3 separate regions of the Mus musculus genome follow, and regions 2 and 3 are each linked to region 1. The links are chromatin contacts, called in public Hi-C and promoter capture Hi-C maps. All regions are on one chromosome and are shown on one strand. Each heading gives the region's core, a stretch centred on a gene start, on an enhancer-like site or on the middle of the called end of the contact. The rest is flanking DNA. Distances are from core to core; before and after follow the strand shown.

Region 1 (4,715 bases), core at 1,234-3,733:
AGGTCAGTAATTGCCAATAATAAAACAAAGAAAGGGCTGAAGAGATGGCTCAGTGGTTAAGAGTGCTGACTGCTCTTCCAAAGGTCCTGAGTTCAAATCCCAGCAACCACATGGTGGCTCACAACCATCCTAACAAGATCTGACACCCTCTTCTGGAGTATCTGAAGACAGCTACACTGTCCTTACATATAATAAATAAATAAATCTTAAAAAAAAAAAAAAACAAAGAAATAAAAAACAAAGAAATAATAAAAACTAACATCAATTTAATCAGTAATGGCTACTGATAATCAGTTGTATACTGTTCTTCATCTGTGTCCCTTTTCCTTATTAAAAACACGCCATGTATATATTTTATTATTCTACTTACTAAACTTGGGCTGAGCAGGTAGCTTTAGTGCAAGGCCTAAAACGTAAAGGTAGGCTGCATTGGGCTGTATGCAGAGTACAAACAACAAACAAGCCCACAATACTAAATTGAAGGTAAATTATCGATTTTGTTACCTACTAGACTGTAAGTTCCTTGACAAAAGATTTGGTTATTTCTCTTTTCTGAAGACTAGCAAGTCCCCAAATAGTTTTGCACCAAATTCCAGAATGAGCAGTACATAGCTCATTTTTAACAAGTACTGATGAGGCCAAGCACAGGGCCAATGCTTGTGATTCCAGCACTGGGAAACCTAAAGCATGAGAATCATGAATTTGAGGCCAGCCTGATCTACACCCATGAAGCTTCATCCCATAAAAACAGCCTGCACTACATCAAGAGTTTGGGGATAACCTGGCTTCTACACTGTACAGTTTGTTTTACTGGGGTTTTCTACTTGGTGGGGTTTGTTTGTTTGTAGACAGACCTCATGTACCTCAGACTGGCTTCACACTTGCTATGAAGTCAAGGATTAACTTGGACTCCTAAACTTCAGGCCTCCACTTCCCAAGCAAGGAGCAGAATTATCAACACGCACCACCATGTCCAGATTGGTATATATTTTACTGTTGTTGTTGTTGTTGACATTCATTTACTTACTCCGTGAGTGTCACCATAAACACACAAGGAGGTGGGTGGGGCGGGTGCCTGTGAAAGTTAAAGGACACCCTTTGAAAGTCAGTTCTTTCTTTCCATCAATGTGGGTCCTGGAGATCTAACTCAGGATGTCAGGATTGGCAAGCATCATTTCCAACTAAGATCTTTCCCAGCTCTAATATGTATTTTAGACATAGTATCTACCAAATAGGAACAAAAATAGCCAGTCAAGTCAGGGATGTAGCTCAGTTAGTAGAGTCCTTACCTAATCACACACAAAGTTCTCCGTTCAATCCTCACATCTCAGCCTCCCCTTTCTGGAATTACAGACAGGTACCATCATCACACCCTGGCTCTAATATCTTGGCTGTATCTTATAAAAGTAACTTTCTAAAAGGCGCTGATGAGCTGGCTTAGAATATTAGATTTAGTGATGGGGTGGGGGTGGATCCCAGAAATCTGTTTGGTCTTACAGACATGAACCTCACAAACTTGAAGACACCGCAGCTTCCTGATCTGCAGCGGACTCCAGGCTAACTTTTTAAGATTCATTTTTAGTTTATGTGTGCATGTGCTTATCTGTGTGTGGGTAATGTGCACTTCTAAGTGCCGGTGCTCACAGTCCAAAAGAGAGTGGAGAATTCCCTGATAAGGTTACATGGCAGCTGGGAGTCTTCTGACTGGGCTAGTGGGAACCGAACTCGGATCCTCTCTGCAAGGCACTCTTAACCGCTTGACTCTCCCTCCAGCTCCGACTGAGCTAACTTTTAGTTTTTGTCAGTTCTCCCCGTCGGTGGAATGAATAAAATACTACCCAACATGATCACCGGGCTAGACAAAAACAAACAGTAGCGTGGACAGGTTCAAGACAGCAACTAAACCGATGCCTGAGGTTTAAGTCTCTCGTGACCCTGGGAGATGAACCGGTCTCCTGATGACAGGGCCATCTCCTGTCTTCCCCTGCAAAGAGAGAGTAGCTCGCAAGCCCGGACTCCCAAAGGTCTCCTGATCGGCTTAGGCTCCATCAGACCAGAAACCAAGGCTCATAACCCTCACCTGCCGGCTCTCCCGGGTTCCAGAGGTGGCGGGGCAGGAGCTGGTACCCAGTCAAGGGCAAGAGGAGAACGGCTTGTCTGACCTATGGGATGCAGACCTGCCAAAAAAGAAAACACCACTCGAAGCGCTTCAACTTGCCCACTTCAACGCGTCCTCACCTTTCCTCCGGAGCCCACCGAGTAGTTCCGCGGACCTGTCCGGGTCTCCCTGACCCCTCAAAACCCTGGCCGCTAAGTCAATATGGCGGCCACGGCAACCTCTGTCAGCCCGACCTGGAGGACGGAAAGCCAGGAGGGACTAGAAACACAGATTCGACTGTTTTTCCCCGTCTTCGGACCTGTTCGGCAATTTCCGAGAGCGAGCCCGGGAGGAAGCGGAGAAGACGACTTGGACCTGCAGTTCCGCCGGAAGTAGCCGAGGCCTTGCGTCCGAGCGCTTTCGTTCAACTCCGGCTCCTCAGAGGGCGTTTCCCTTCGTTTCGGAGTCCTTGGAGCGAAGGCATTTTAAAATGCCTCCTTTATTAATTTTCTTCCAAAGACAAGGGAAGGCCGGCGGACGACCTGTGGGCCCTTTAGTTACCAAGTCGCAGTGGTACGCGGAGGACCGAGACTAGGAACGGACCTTGACCTTTAACCTCTAGCCGGGGCGGCGGAGGGAAACGCCTCCGTCTCTATATAAGGAGTTTTCCGGACGCTCTGGGTCCTTTTTTTCCCTCAGCGCTGGCCGCGGCCTCCCGGCGCTCTCGTCCTCCGCTTTTGCACAGCTCCCCGTTCCAGCCTTCGCCATGGGATTCGGAGACCTGAAAACCCCTGCCGGCCTCCAGGTGCTCAACGATTACCTGGCGGACAAGAGCTACATTGAGGGGTGAGCAGGAGCCGAGAGGCTGGGGGGCCGGGGCCACGTGGCGCGGGCTCGGCGGGAAGGAAGCGGGTCTCCGGATGCTGGGGGACGCCGAGTCAGTGCTCCCGGGGCCGGGATGCCAATGGAGCGGGACCTCCCGGGAGGGGCTGCCAGCATTATAATTGAGATGATGCTTGCTCTCCGTGTGCCCACGTCCAGCTGGTTCTTCCGCGTCTTTGGACAAGTTAGTTTGTTAGTTGAAACCTGTGGCAAGTCTGGTGGGATGAGTTCTCCTGGGTGGCAGATAGTTCTTGGGCTTGCCTAGATTCAAACATGTTCTGTGTCCTTTCAATGAGAAGCAACTTAGGCTAGCCCTGTAATTGTTCTCACTAGTTAGCTTGACGGATATGGGCTATGTCATTTACCAGCTAGTGTTTGTGTCTTTTCTTTTAAAGGTCTGTGCACTTGTTTTTGTGTCACTGGCAGGTACGTGCCATCACAAGCAGACGTGGCAGTATTTGAAGCAGTTTCTGGTCCACCACCTGCTGACCTGTGTCATGCCCTACGTTGGTATAATCACATCAAGTCGTATGAAAAAGAAAAGGCCAGGTAAAGGTATCTTTGTGCTACCTGGATTTTCACATGCAAAGTAGGGACCGGGTTAAAGTTGGCTTTAGCATTGCTGACCTAGTGTGAGCTGAATTTCTTTGTGACCTTACAAGGCCAAGAGACTGAAGTCCTCCATTTTCTCACAGAACAGGTAGAACATGGACAACCGCAGTTCACCTTTCCCACACCTCTCTGATCATGTGCTTTGGACCTGGGGGGGCCACCGCTGGGGTGTGAGGGTAGCTCGCTCATTCGGTCCCTGGCCATTCTTCTGAAACTACCAGCAAGGGTGGAAGTTTGGGGAAGTGGATTCCAGTTCACTAAGAATGGAAGTGAGCATACTTAATGAAATCTCAAACAGATGTTCATTCTGAAAGAGTAAGCCGTAGTGAGTACTGAATACAATGTCTCCCATGGGTGAAGAGTAAAGTTATTTGCCTGGGATTGTGCTAAAGGTTAAATAACCAGAAGAGAGTGGGAGTTCCTGGGAAAGGAAGATTGTGTGTTTTGCCTAGAAAGGGCTTTGACACTGACCTAATGTGGCAGAATGTTTGTTTTCAAGCCTGCCGGGAGTGAAGAAATCTTTGGGCAAGTATGGCCCTAGCAGTGTAGAAGACACCACAGGAAGTGGAGCTGCAGATGCTAAGGATGATGACGACATTGATCTCTTTGGATCTGATGATGAGGAGGTATGACTTCATCTTTATCCAAGCATATTGAGAAGCCTGAGGACAGATGCCATAGCCACTCCCTGGATGGATCCTGGCGTGGCTTTATTGTCTGCCTTTTAAAATTTATCACTGGGTACATGATGAATAAAATCAAATCACCTTCTTTCGGCTGAGCTCCTGATGGATTTGCTTTTTCTGATAAATCTGGTGGGTTTTGTGATGACCTTGTCACTACATTTAAGCAGAAGATAACCAACTTTGTGAAACATCTTTTCTCTGTACAGGAAAGTGAGGAAGCAAAGAAGCTACGAGAAGAACGCCTTGCACAGTATGAGTCCAAGAAAGCTAAAAGTGGGTAATCTTCATTGTTAGTAGTGTTGATTTCAGGAGCTTGTCCAGTGCTTGCCCTAAAGTGGATTTTCCCCAGTTAAATTGAATGGGTCAATATTTTAAAACTTCCACAGCTACTGGTCTACAGCTGTCTTTATGGTAGCAGTTGTAGCATTCCTCTGTGG
Region 2 (4,715 bases), core at 1,205-3,704, 3.9 Mb before region 1:
CCTGTCACTCTCCCACACTCTGTTCATGCCAGTGCTTAAATCTGTGTTATAACCTTTTCTTGATAAGCCCAACTCTGGGACTGAAGAGATGGCTCAGTGGTTAAGAGCACTGACTGCTCTTCTAGAGGACTGAATTCAATTCCCAGCAACCACATGGTGGCTTAGAACCATTTGTAATTGGATTTGATACCCTCGTCTGGTGTGTCTGAAGACAGCTACAGTGTACTCATATACATTAAATAAATAAATAAATCTTTCAAAAAAAATAAACGTAACTCCGCTTCATTCAAAATTTCTTTCCTACTTTTAAAAAACAAAAGGTCACTATGGAGCCTGGCTCATGATATACTAAAAGAAAGTTGTTAACTATAAAGAGCTAATATATATTGGTCATTTCTGAGGGTCCAGGCATAGTAATAAATGATACATAAACCATACATGTAGGTACTAATACCAGAAAAGTCCAGTGCAGAGATAAGGAAACTGAGGCAAAGAGGCTCAAAGAAAGATGTTCAAGGTATTTCTAGATCCAAAGCCTAGGAATTACCACTATGCCTCTATTACTAAACAGAAGGTTAAAATATTACAATTCACTCTTTGTATGGCAAAGCCCACTTGTACTTGGGATACTAAGGCAAGAAGATCTCCACAAGTTCTAGGCCAGACTGGGCTACACAGTGAGTTAAAGACTGTCCAACTGCCCAAAGTTGGGGTATGTACGGTGGGACACCTGTAATCCCAGCAGCCCAGAAGCTAAAGCAGGAGGATGAGAGTTCAACACTGGCCCAAACTACAAATCAAACATTATCTAAATAGATGAATGTAGTTTTTAAACATTATTTAATTTTTCTTCCCAAATTACCTGTCTAGTACTACTATAGGCTAAAGAACCAAAAATATAAAGTAAACAAGAAATCTTTCACTGATTTCATTACCTAACACATTGTGATGGCTGTTCCTGGTTGTCAACTTGACTACATCTGGAACAAACTACAATGCAGAAATGGATGGCTCACCTGTGATCCAGATCTTGAGGCTAGACTACACAGGCTTTTGACCCACATCTTGACATGGGACAACACAAGTCTTGAGGCATAGTGGTCATGAAAAGCTTAGGCCCAGGCAAAGTAGAACACGCCTTTAATCCCAGGAGAATGAGGCAAGCAGATCTCCGAGTTCAAGGCTAGCCTGGGACAAAGCAAATTCCAAATCCAGGGGTAATGGCACACACCTTTAATCTGGGTCACACCTTCTGCTAGAGGCCTACATAAGGACATTGGAAGAAGGAAGGCTCTCTCTCCTTTGCCTGCCTGCACTCCTTTGCCATCGAATCTATTGGAACCTACTTCTTCAGGATTCCAGCTTATCCAGAAGACCAGCTAAAATAACTACCCTCGTGGGACTGAGCAACTATTAGATTCTTGGACTTCCCATTCCCGTTGTTGGGCTAGTTGGACTGTAAACTGTATATCACTATGATAAATTCCCTTAATATATACATTTCATAAGTTTTGTGACTCTAGAGAACACTAATACATACAGGTATATGATAAAAAACAAAAAAGTATGGCCTACTGTTTTTTTGCATTTTTGTACCTGCTCCAAATAAACCTACATCACACAAGTTTATCCTTGACAGTCATTTAAAAAACAGATACAAATATAAGAACAACAGAGTAACAACCTTAATTTGGGTACAGCAGTCAGTTAATCTATAAGAAAGTGCTGCTCTTGACCACCCAATTCAACCAGTGTGTTTTCCCTCTTTGGTAACCACAGAAGTACTAAACAGTAGCTTGCCTCTACAAATCTACAGTTGCTTGTCTGCAAATAGCCCTGTTACCTGGAGGACCAACATCAATGTGAGGACCATTTCCTCAAGATCGCTCCAGTGTTCTTTCCTGTCTTCACGATGATTCCTTTGATGACTTGATACATTTAGGGATTTGGTCAAACTACCACTGATTAATACCAAAGTCCTTTTCATTTTCAGCAAACGCTGTTTCAAACCACAGACCCTCCCCGCCCCCCTTCACTTTTCCCCACGATATGCATCCTGGGGCAAACCCACCTAGGACACTCAGCAAGGTTCACTGTCTAGCCAGCTGGGCGCCCACTGTGGGCATTCAAAAAACCCTCTGAGCGGATGGGCGTAAGCAGCGTGGGTGGAGGCGGGAAGAGGGGACCCGAAGGAATGCCACACAGCTCCGACCACGGCAGTGGGGCGCTGGGACCCGGAGGGTGGGACCCGGGCCGAGCCACCACGTCCGGAGCTCTTCACAGGCAGGCGCCGTCCCCGCAGGCCAGCCCAGCGCGCTCCCGCACCTCCGCCGACCCGCCTTCGAACCCAAGGACCGCCCGGACCCGCGCGGGCTCACCTGACGCTCCCGCAGCTCCGCGCTCTTCTCCCGGCGCGAGCCCGACTGCACCGCGGGTACGCGAGATCAGCTGATTCATGGGGGCGGGGCCTCCAGGTAGGGGCGGGGCCTCCGGCGGCGGGCTGGAGAGGCGGGCCCGCAGAATGGGTGGAGCTAGGCAAGAGCCGGTGACGGCGTCCGACAGGGATCAAGATTGCTCCGAACGCATCAGTGACTGCAGGCAAACCATTCAGTCAGGGCAGAACCAATCGTCCTAGGGCGGGCGCACTTTAGAAGCAACCGAAGACTCAGTGAAAGGACCTAACTCAATAAGCGTTTCCATGGTAACGATAGGCCGCGCTTGAGGATGGAAACTACTGCAAGTTTTGTTACCTCCTCAAACTGCGAGAAATGAAGAGAAAATCTTACCTATCAGAACATGGCTGCACACGTCTGTAATCCCAACATTTGTGAGATGAAGGCAGCAGGATCAGGAATTCGAGGCCAGCCTTGAGAACGTGTCTCAAGAGAAATAACAAAAGTGAAAATACGAGCTACCTTTAAGCTGCATGACGTCATCTCTTCCCGAGTGTGCCTTTGCCGCGTGTCCACCTTAAACGGTAAAGAGTAGGAAGAAACTATTTCCTCAGGGCTCCTCAATATACAGCGTTAAAATTGTTTTTGCTTGCTTCTTAGTCTCACTACCATCCATACTTGTCACGGTCGCAATCCTCCCGCTGCACCCCTAAGTGCTCCCTTGAATGTTTTGTGTAACAGATGCTCTCAGAACACAAGCCAGAGAGAAATCTGCTGCTACAGAGTGTGCATCGCGGAACCTACAGAGTTACATTTATTTACTCATTAAAGATAGATATATTCCCCGAATCGAATGCCCCTGCGTACAAATTCCCAACTGGTTCCTCCAACTCAGGGTCTCTCACCAGAGCCTTATCAACTTCAGTGCTAGAACAGAAAAGTGTACAGCCTTGAGAATGGCGCCACCAAATGGTACAAACCAGGGATGTCCTGCAGTTAATGAAGCCTGGACTCTGGCCGCCCTAACAAGCTACCTGTCCTCCATAACACAGCTAAAAAAGACAACAGTGAAAGAAATTTATTCAATGAGACTGCACTAGGAAAAAGAACTAAGGGGCTGGTTCAGTAAACCCCCTAAGTCTATCTTTGGAGCCTTGACATAAGTAGAAGGCTCAAGGTGTGATCTTGCCCATGGTAAACACATCTTGGTTGGTCCTGCAAAGCAAACTGACAAGTTGTCAGAACTAAGAACCAAGCTCTCCTGATGGTTTGCACCCAGAAACCCAATCTCTTCCTTCTCCAGTGAGACTCTTGAGGAAATCTAGTTCTTTGGGGCCCATTATCCTGTTAGTCCACTAGTCAAAAGGAGGGGCACACGTGTCTCTCCTCAGAATATCTTCACTCCTCTCAGGATGGTCACACAGCTTCAGCTGAGACATCCGTGTGGCCAAAGTATTTCGGAGCCTACACCAGTCATTTATACACTAAGATCTTATCTCCTAATTCTCTCCCCAGGTAACCTTGCCCTCGGGAGCTCTCAATCCCTTACTGAGCTCTACCCTGCCCGCCTCCTTTGATAAAAATGAAAAATAAATGTCTTCATCTACAGTTCTGAGGCAAGAGAGACTCCCAGAGGTGAACTTCCTTCATTCCCTCTAGCTGCTACCAAAGTATCCACCTGCAACTGAAGTCTTCCTTTTCCTGTCCTGAAAAGAAACGTTTTGTCCTCTCAGGCTAATCCTGGCCCTGGAATTAAGGCATCACCCTTCTTATCCATTTTGAGACTCACCCGCTTTTTTAAAAAAAATGAATGCAACCCCTCATCTTTCTCCTCAATAAAATAAGTCTCTGTGGTTTTGTTTTTAGTTATTTTTCTTCTACCTCACCTCCTTTGCAACCTAACATTCTACCTCCATTTATTTGTGTTTTGTTTTGTGTTCTTGTTTTTCAGGACAGGGTTTCTCTGTGTAGCTAGATGCTTAGTTATGTTATTTTAGCATACTTTGTATCACCCATGTGGCCTTTCAGAAATATAAAGAGTGATGAATATCACATTGTCTTAGGGTTTTACTGCTGTGAACAGACACCATGACCAAGGCAAGTCTTATAAAATTAAAACAAACAAACAAACAAACAAACATTTAATTGGGGCTGGCTTACAGATTCAGAGGTTCAGGCCATTATCATCAAGGTGGGAGCATGGCAGCATACAGGCAGGCATGGTGCAGGCAGAGCTGAGAGTTCTATGTCTTCATCCAAAGGCGGCTAGTGGAAGACTGACTTCCAGGCAACTAGGGTAAGGATCTTATGCCCACACCCACA
Region 3 (4,715 bases), core at 1,378-3,877, 3.7 Mb before region 1:
CTGTCTGTAGAGCAGGCTAGCCCCGAACTCATGGAGATCCAACCGCCTCTGCCTCTCAAGCACTGAGATTAAAGGCATGTGTGTACCACCATACCTGGCACAAGCAGTTCATTCTCTTTTTCTTGGAGTAATTTGGGATCGAGGTTATTTATTTAATTTTGTTTGTTTAGTGTGTGTGTGAAGGATTGAATCTAGGGCCTTATACATTAGGCAATTGCCCCGTACTGAGCGACATCTCCAAGCCCAGGCCGAGTGTTGCCGTTGTTGTTGTTGTTTTAAATCACCTTTAAACAGTCTCCTTATCCTAGCTCGCTACCTTTGCTTCTCCAGTACTTTTGCTCTTCTCTGCCTGGGACAGAGAGAAAGGACTCACCTCTGTGACATCTCATTTAGGATGGGTTTCCTGTACCTCGTGCATAGACTGCTTTAGAACTATTTCATTTCTTCCTATACCGGCTCATCTCACCCCCTCTTGCTACATCATTATTCCTATTGCCTAACATCAGAGCTGTCTGGGACTCTAAGGATGAGCAGCTCATCCGCTGGCTGGTTTCCGCTGTATTTGAGGCAGTGCTCTATCCTGTCCGCTTTCATATTTTTTGACACTGCTTGGTATTTCTCCCTCAATTAGCAGATATGAGTTAGGTCAGTGATCTGATGTATGAGCATGACATTTTTGTCTTAAAAAGGAGGGCATCTTGAACCTCAGTGGGGAGAAGGAATCTAAACTCCACCACCCACACTTTCAATGACAAAGCAAAACAGCCCCCAGTGTCTTAAACATCTTCCCACAAATATCAACACAGCACAGCTGAAGGTAATAGGAACAATAATTTAGAAAGCAGAAGATGAGGTCTTGAAGACTGTATATTTTTTAAAAAGGAAAACGTTGCTTATTCATCTTTATTACTTTGAGGCAGATACTCTAAAGGGGGCTGGGGATTGGTGTGAAGGGTAAACTGAGCTTAGAAGGAAACTGGTCAGATGGAGTATGTCAACTGTCTGACACCACCTTGTTCCATGGAGCTGGGCTCTTCAGAAACATTAACAGGAGCACAAAAGATGAAGAACTCTAAAGTGGAAGGAAGGGGCTCAATGAACCTCTGAGGTAAAGTAAATAAAAGAATTAAAAGGAGCCCAGGTCATCGAGAAAAGGGAATCCAATTAATTAACTGTCTTAGATTTCAGAATCAACCTTTTCCTAGATGGAGAAACTGTATACCAGAGGGAGTTACTTCTGCCGGCATTCAACATTCGACCTATTCAAAATCTCCTCAAACCCCAGCACCCAAGTGAGACAGGCAGAAGGACTCAGCCAGGAAAAAAACGTTTAAAATGATTGCAGAGACAGATTCAACGATTCAACTTGTCACTTTCCTGCATGGGAATTCATAGTATTCATGATATTTCTTGCTGGCTCCTGTGAGAGGGCAGAGGCCCCTTAGTAACTTCTGACCGGTCGGGGCAATCAGACAACGCGCACGAGCGCCCAGTGCCTGGAGCGGGGTTAAGATTTGACCAAGAACAAAAGAAAGCTTGCCAATCAGAAAATGCTACCCCACAAGGAAAATAACCCCTCTTTGTGTCTCGAAAGCCCTTTAATTAGCAAATGCCCTGCTTTCTAACGCGCGTTAAAACATTTCTATGTAGATTCCAAATGGAAAGATCAAATGGTTGCTTCTGCAACGAAGAAGGGGTCCCTGAAGGCCACACACCTCAGAAAAAAAAAAGGAAAACGGGGCAACCGAAGGCGCTCTGTAAATCGTACAGAGTTCCGAGGCCCTCGGTCTCAGGTTACTTTCATAAGCATTCCCCCAGAGCTGCCTTGGAGTTAAAAAAAAAAAAAAAAAAAAAAAAGAGCCTCTTGGGCTCCCCAGGCTCCCAGCAGTATGTCCGGGAGGGGTGGCAGGCTCGTGTGTGCAGCGGATCCCCAGCTCTGGGCCTTCTCCTCCGAGGGTCTGCACTTCCTCCCGCCACAAGTCCGCCCCTCGGCCGACTCGGGTTTCTCCCTCCAGGATGCCCCCCTTTTTTGTAACTGGGGGAGGGAGAGGGAATTGTGCCTTCACGTGGTCGGTTGGGGTAGGGGAAGAAAAAACGATTCTTAGTCGCACCCCTTTCTCGACTCATACTGATGCTAACCAAAATTCTCCCGCCCTCGCCTGCCAGGCAAGGCTAACGTGACTCCGGGTCACGTCTTTCTGCCCTGGTGCTGTACTATTCTCAGCTTCTCCCCAAAGCCTTCGGCGAATGCCCCCTTTTGTTCGGAAATGTGTATTTTAGGGTACCCGGAAGAGGAACCAATCTTACAGGCAAGTTCCCTTTCTGGTGCGTTTTTTTCTCCCTTGAGCAAATTCTGGGTAAAAGTTTTTCCTAACTTTTCTCTCAGTCCCCCGCCCCTCCCCTCAGGAATCCGCCCAGAGCTCTTTAAGCACCGCCTTCCTTGTTTCCTCGGCCGCCCCTTCCGACTTCCACCCAATCGGAACAGGTCCACAGAGAAAACAAAGCGCGCTATTGGATGTCCAGAGGGCTCGGGGCCCGCCCCCGGAGTGGTTTGTGAATGGGGGGAGGGGAGGGGGCGGGGCGGCCCGCAGCCCTGCAAGCCCGACGCTTCTTCTAGCCACCAGTGCGGCTCCCAGGCGTTACTCCGCGCTCCTTCCCTGGCGGGCGGTGCTGGACGCGGAGAGTCGCGGGCTGGGACTGCGCGGGGCAGGAGAGGCCGGGTGCAGGCAGGCCGCGGGTGCAGGGGCCTCGGCGCTTCGGATTCCGTGCAACTCCGTTTCCAAAACCAGCTTGTCCAGCTCTTACCTCCCGAGCACCGATCAGACTCAAAGCGAGAACGAGCCATTTGACTTGAAACTTGGGGCCGACCTTCCTAGGACTGAAGGAGGCTCCAGAATCAGAAGAGGCGGCTGCAGTGGCCCGCGGGGCCTCAAGGAGAGAAGGCGGAGCAGCACCACCGAGGCGACGGCCGGGGCGAGCAGGCAGGGACGCAGGGCGCTGGCCTGGCGGAGGCCTGGCTCGGTTTAGGGGACGTGCGTATCGGCGTGCGCCCGGGGCTCGAGAAACTTGGGCAAACTTTGAAGGGTAACCGGAGAAGCTTGTTGCTCGTCGCCGCAGAGAAAGCCGCACCGTTACGTCTCGGCGGGGAGGGTAAGGCGACACCCCTTCCCTCGATCCCCCACTCCAGGCCCAGGAGTTTGAACCTCCGGCGGCTGCGTGAGTGCCACGCGGAGGCGGCTGCGGCGCCCCCTCGGCTGGCGGCCTCGCCCCCGCTGTGCAGGCACCCTAGCACCCTCGGCTCCGCGCCGCCCACGGCCCGGCCCCGGCGCCGGGAGGACTCTCATGCGCCGGGCGCGGCGGCGCCTCCCTGTATCCAAGCCTCTCCCCAGCGCCTCGTCTTTTTCCTCCAGCTGAGAACGCCGCTGCACTCGCGACCGGCGATGCGGGGCCCCGGCACGGCGGCGTCGCACTCGCCCCTGGGCCTCTGCGCCCTGGTGCTTGCTCTTCTGGGCGCGCTGCCCACGGACACCCGGGCTCAGCCATATCACGGCGAGAAAGGCATCTCGGTACCGGACCACGGCTTCTGCCAGCCCATCTCCATCCCGTTGTGCACGGATATCGCCTACAACCAGACCATCCTGCCCAACCTGCTGGGCCACACGAACCAAGAGGACGCGGGCCTCGAGGTGCACCAGTTCTACCCTCTGGTAAAGGTGCAGTGTTCTCCTGAGCTACGCTTCTTCTTATGCTCTATGTACGCACCCGTGTGCACCGTGCTCGACCAAGCCATTCCTCCGTGCCGTTCCTTGTGCGAGCGCGCCCGACAGGGCTGCGAGGCGCTCATGAACAAGTTCGGCTTCCAGTGGCCAGAGCGGTTGCGCTGCGAGAACTTCCCAGTGCACGGTGCCGGCGAGATCTGCGTGGGGCAGAACACGTCCGACGGCTCCGGGGGCGCGGGCGGCAGTCCCACCGCCTACCCTACTGCTCCCTACCTGCCAGACCCACCTTTCACTGCGATGTCCCCCTCAGATGGCAGAGGCCGCTTGTCTTTCCCCTTCTCGTGTCCGCGCCAGCTCAAGGTGCCCCCCTACCTGGGCTACCGCTTCCTAGGTGAGCGTGACTGCGGTGCCCCGTGTGAGCCGGGCCGTGCTAACGGCCTCATGTACTTTAAAGAAGAGGAGAGACGGTTCGCCCGCCTCTGGGTGGGTGTGTGGTCAGTGCTGTGCTGCGCCTCGACGCTCTTCACGGTGCTCACCTACCTAGTGGACATGCGTCGCTTCAGCTATCCAGAGCGACCCATCATCTTCCTGTCGGGTTGCTACTTCATGGTGGCAGTGGCGCACGTGGCAGGCTTCCTGCTAGAGGACCGTGCCGTGTGCGTGGAGCGCTTCTCGGACGATGGCTACCGCACGGTGGCGCAGGGCACCAAGAAGGAGGGCTGCACCATCCTCTTCATGGTGCTTTACTTCTTCGGTATGGCCAGCTCCATCTGGTGGGTCATTCTGTCCCTCACTTGGTTCCTGGCAGCTGGCATGAAGTGGGGCCACGAGGCCATCGAGGCCAACTCGCAGTACTTTCATCTGGCCGCGTGGGCTGTGCCAGCGGTCAAGACAATCACCATTTTGGCCATGGGCCAGGTGGATGGTGACCTACTCAGTGGAGTGTGCTACGTGGGCCTGTCTAGTGTGGATGCATTGCGGGGCTTCGTGCTGGCG

The links. Promoter capture Hi-C pulls out the DNA fragments that hold promoters and counts their contacts. A called contact is a pair of places that touch in the nucleus more often than the background predicts.
Region 2: a contact with region 1 is called in a Hi-C map of CD4 T cells, with 4 times the contacts expected there. The contact joins the promoter of Als2 here to the promoter of Eef1b2 in region 1. A contact is called at or near these places in 1 of 39 promoter capture datasets (pre-B cells) and 1 of 484 Hi-C or Micro-C datasets (CD4 T cells).
Region 3: a promoter capture Hi-C map of embryonic stem cells shows a contact between it and region 1. The contact joins the promoter of Fzd7 here to the promoter of Eef1b2 in region 1. A contact is called at or near these places in 2 of 39 promoter capture datasets (embryonic stem cells and pre-B cells).

Annotation. Positions count from the first base shown.
Region 1 is chr1:63,174,348-63,179,062 of GRCm38.p6, forward strand. It overlaps Eef1b2 (eukaryotic translation elongation factor 1 beta 2), which reads left to right and starts at 2,484. Exons shown (of 6, transcript NM_018796.3): 1 at 2,484-2,944; 2 at 3,407-3,529; 3 at 4,092-4,218; 4 at 4,485-4,551. The coding sequence starts at 2,865. It overlaps Ndufs1 (NADH:ubiquinone oxidoreductase core subunit S1), which reads right to left and starts at 2,475. Exons shown (of 19, transcript NM_145518.2): 1 at 2,239-2,475. Gm26457 (a small nucleolar RNA gene) reads left to right here and starts at 4,330; the gene lies at 4,330-4,407. It overlaps Snora41 (small nucleolar RNA, H/ACA box 41), which reads left to right and starts at 4,676; the gene lies at 4,676-4,715.
Region 2 is chr1:59,234,777-59,239,491 of GRCm38.p6, forward strand. It overlaps Als2 (alsin Rho guanine nucleotide exchange factor), which reads right to left and starts at 2,455. Exons shown (of 34, transcript NM_028717.6): 1 at 2,379-2,455. Gm33667 (predicted gene, 33667) reads left to right here and starts at 2,579. Exons shown (of 2, transcript NR_168353.1): 1 at 2,579-2,977; 2 at 3,909-4,246.
Region 3 is chr1:59,479,520-59,484,234 of GRCm38.p6, forward strand. Fzd7 (frizzled class receptor 7) reads left to right here and starts at 2,628. Exons shown (of 1, transcript NM_008057.3): 1 at 2,628-4,715. The coding sequence starts at 3,441.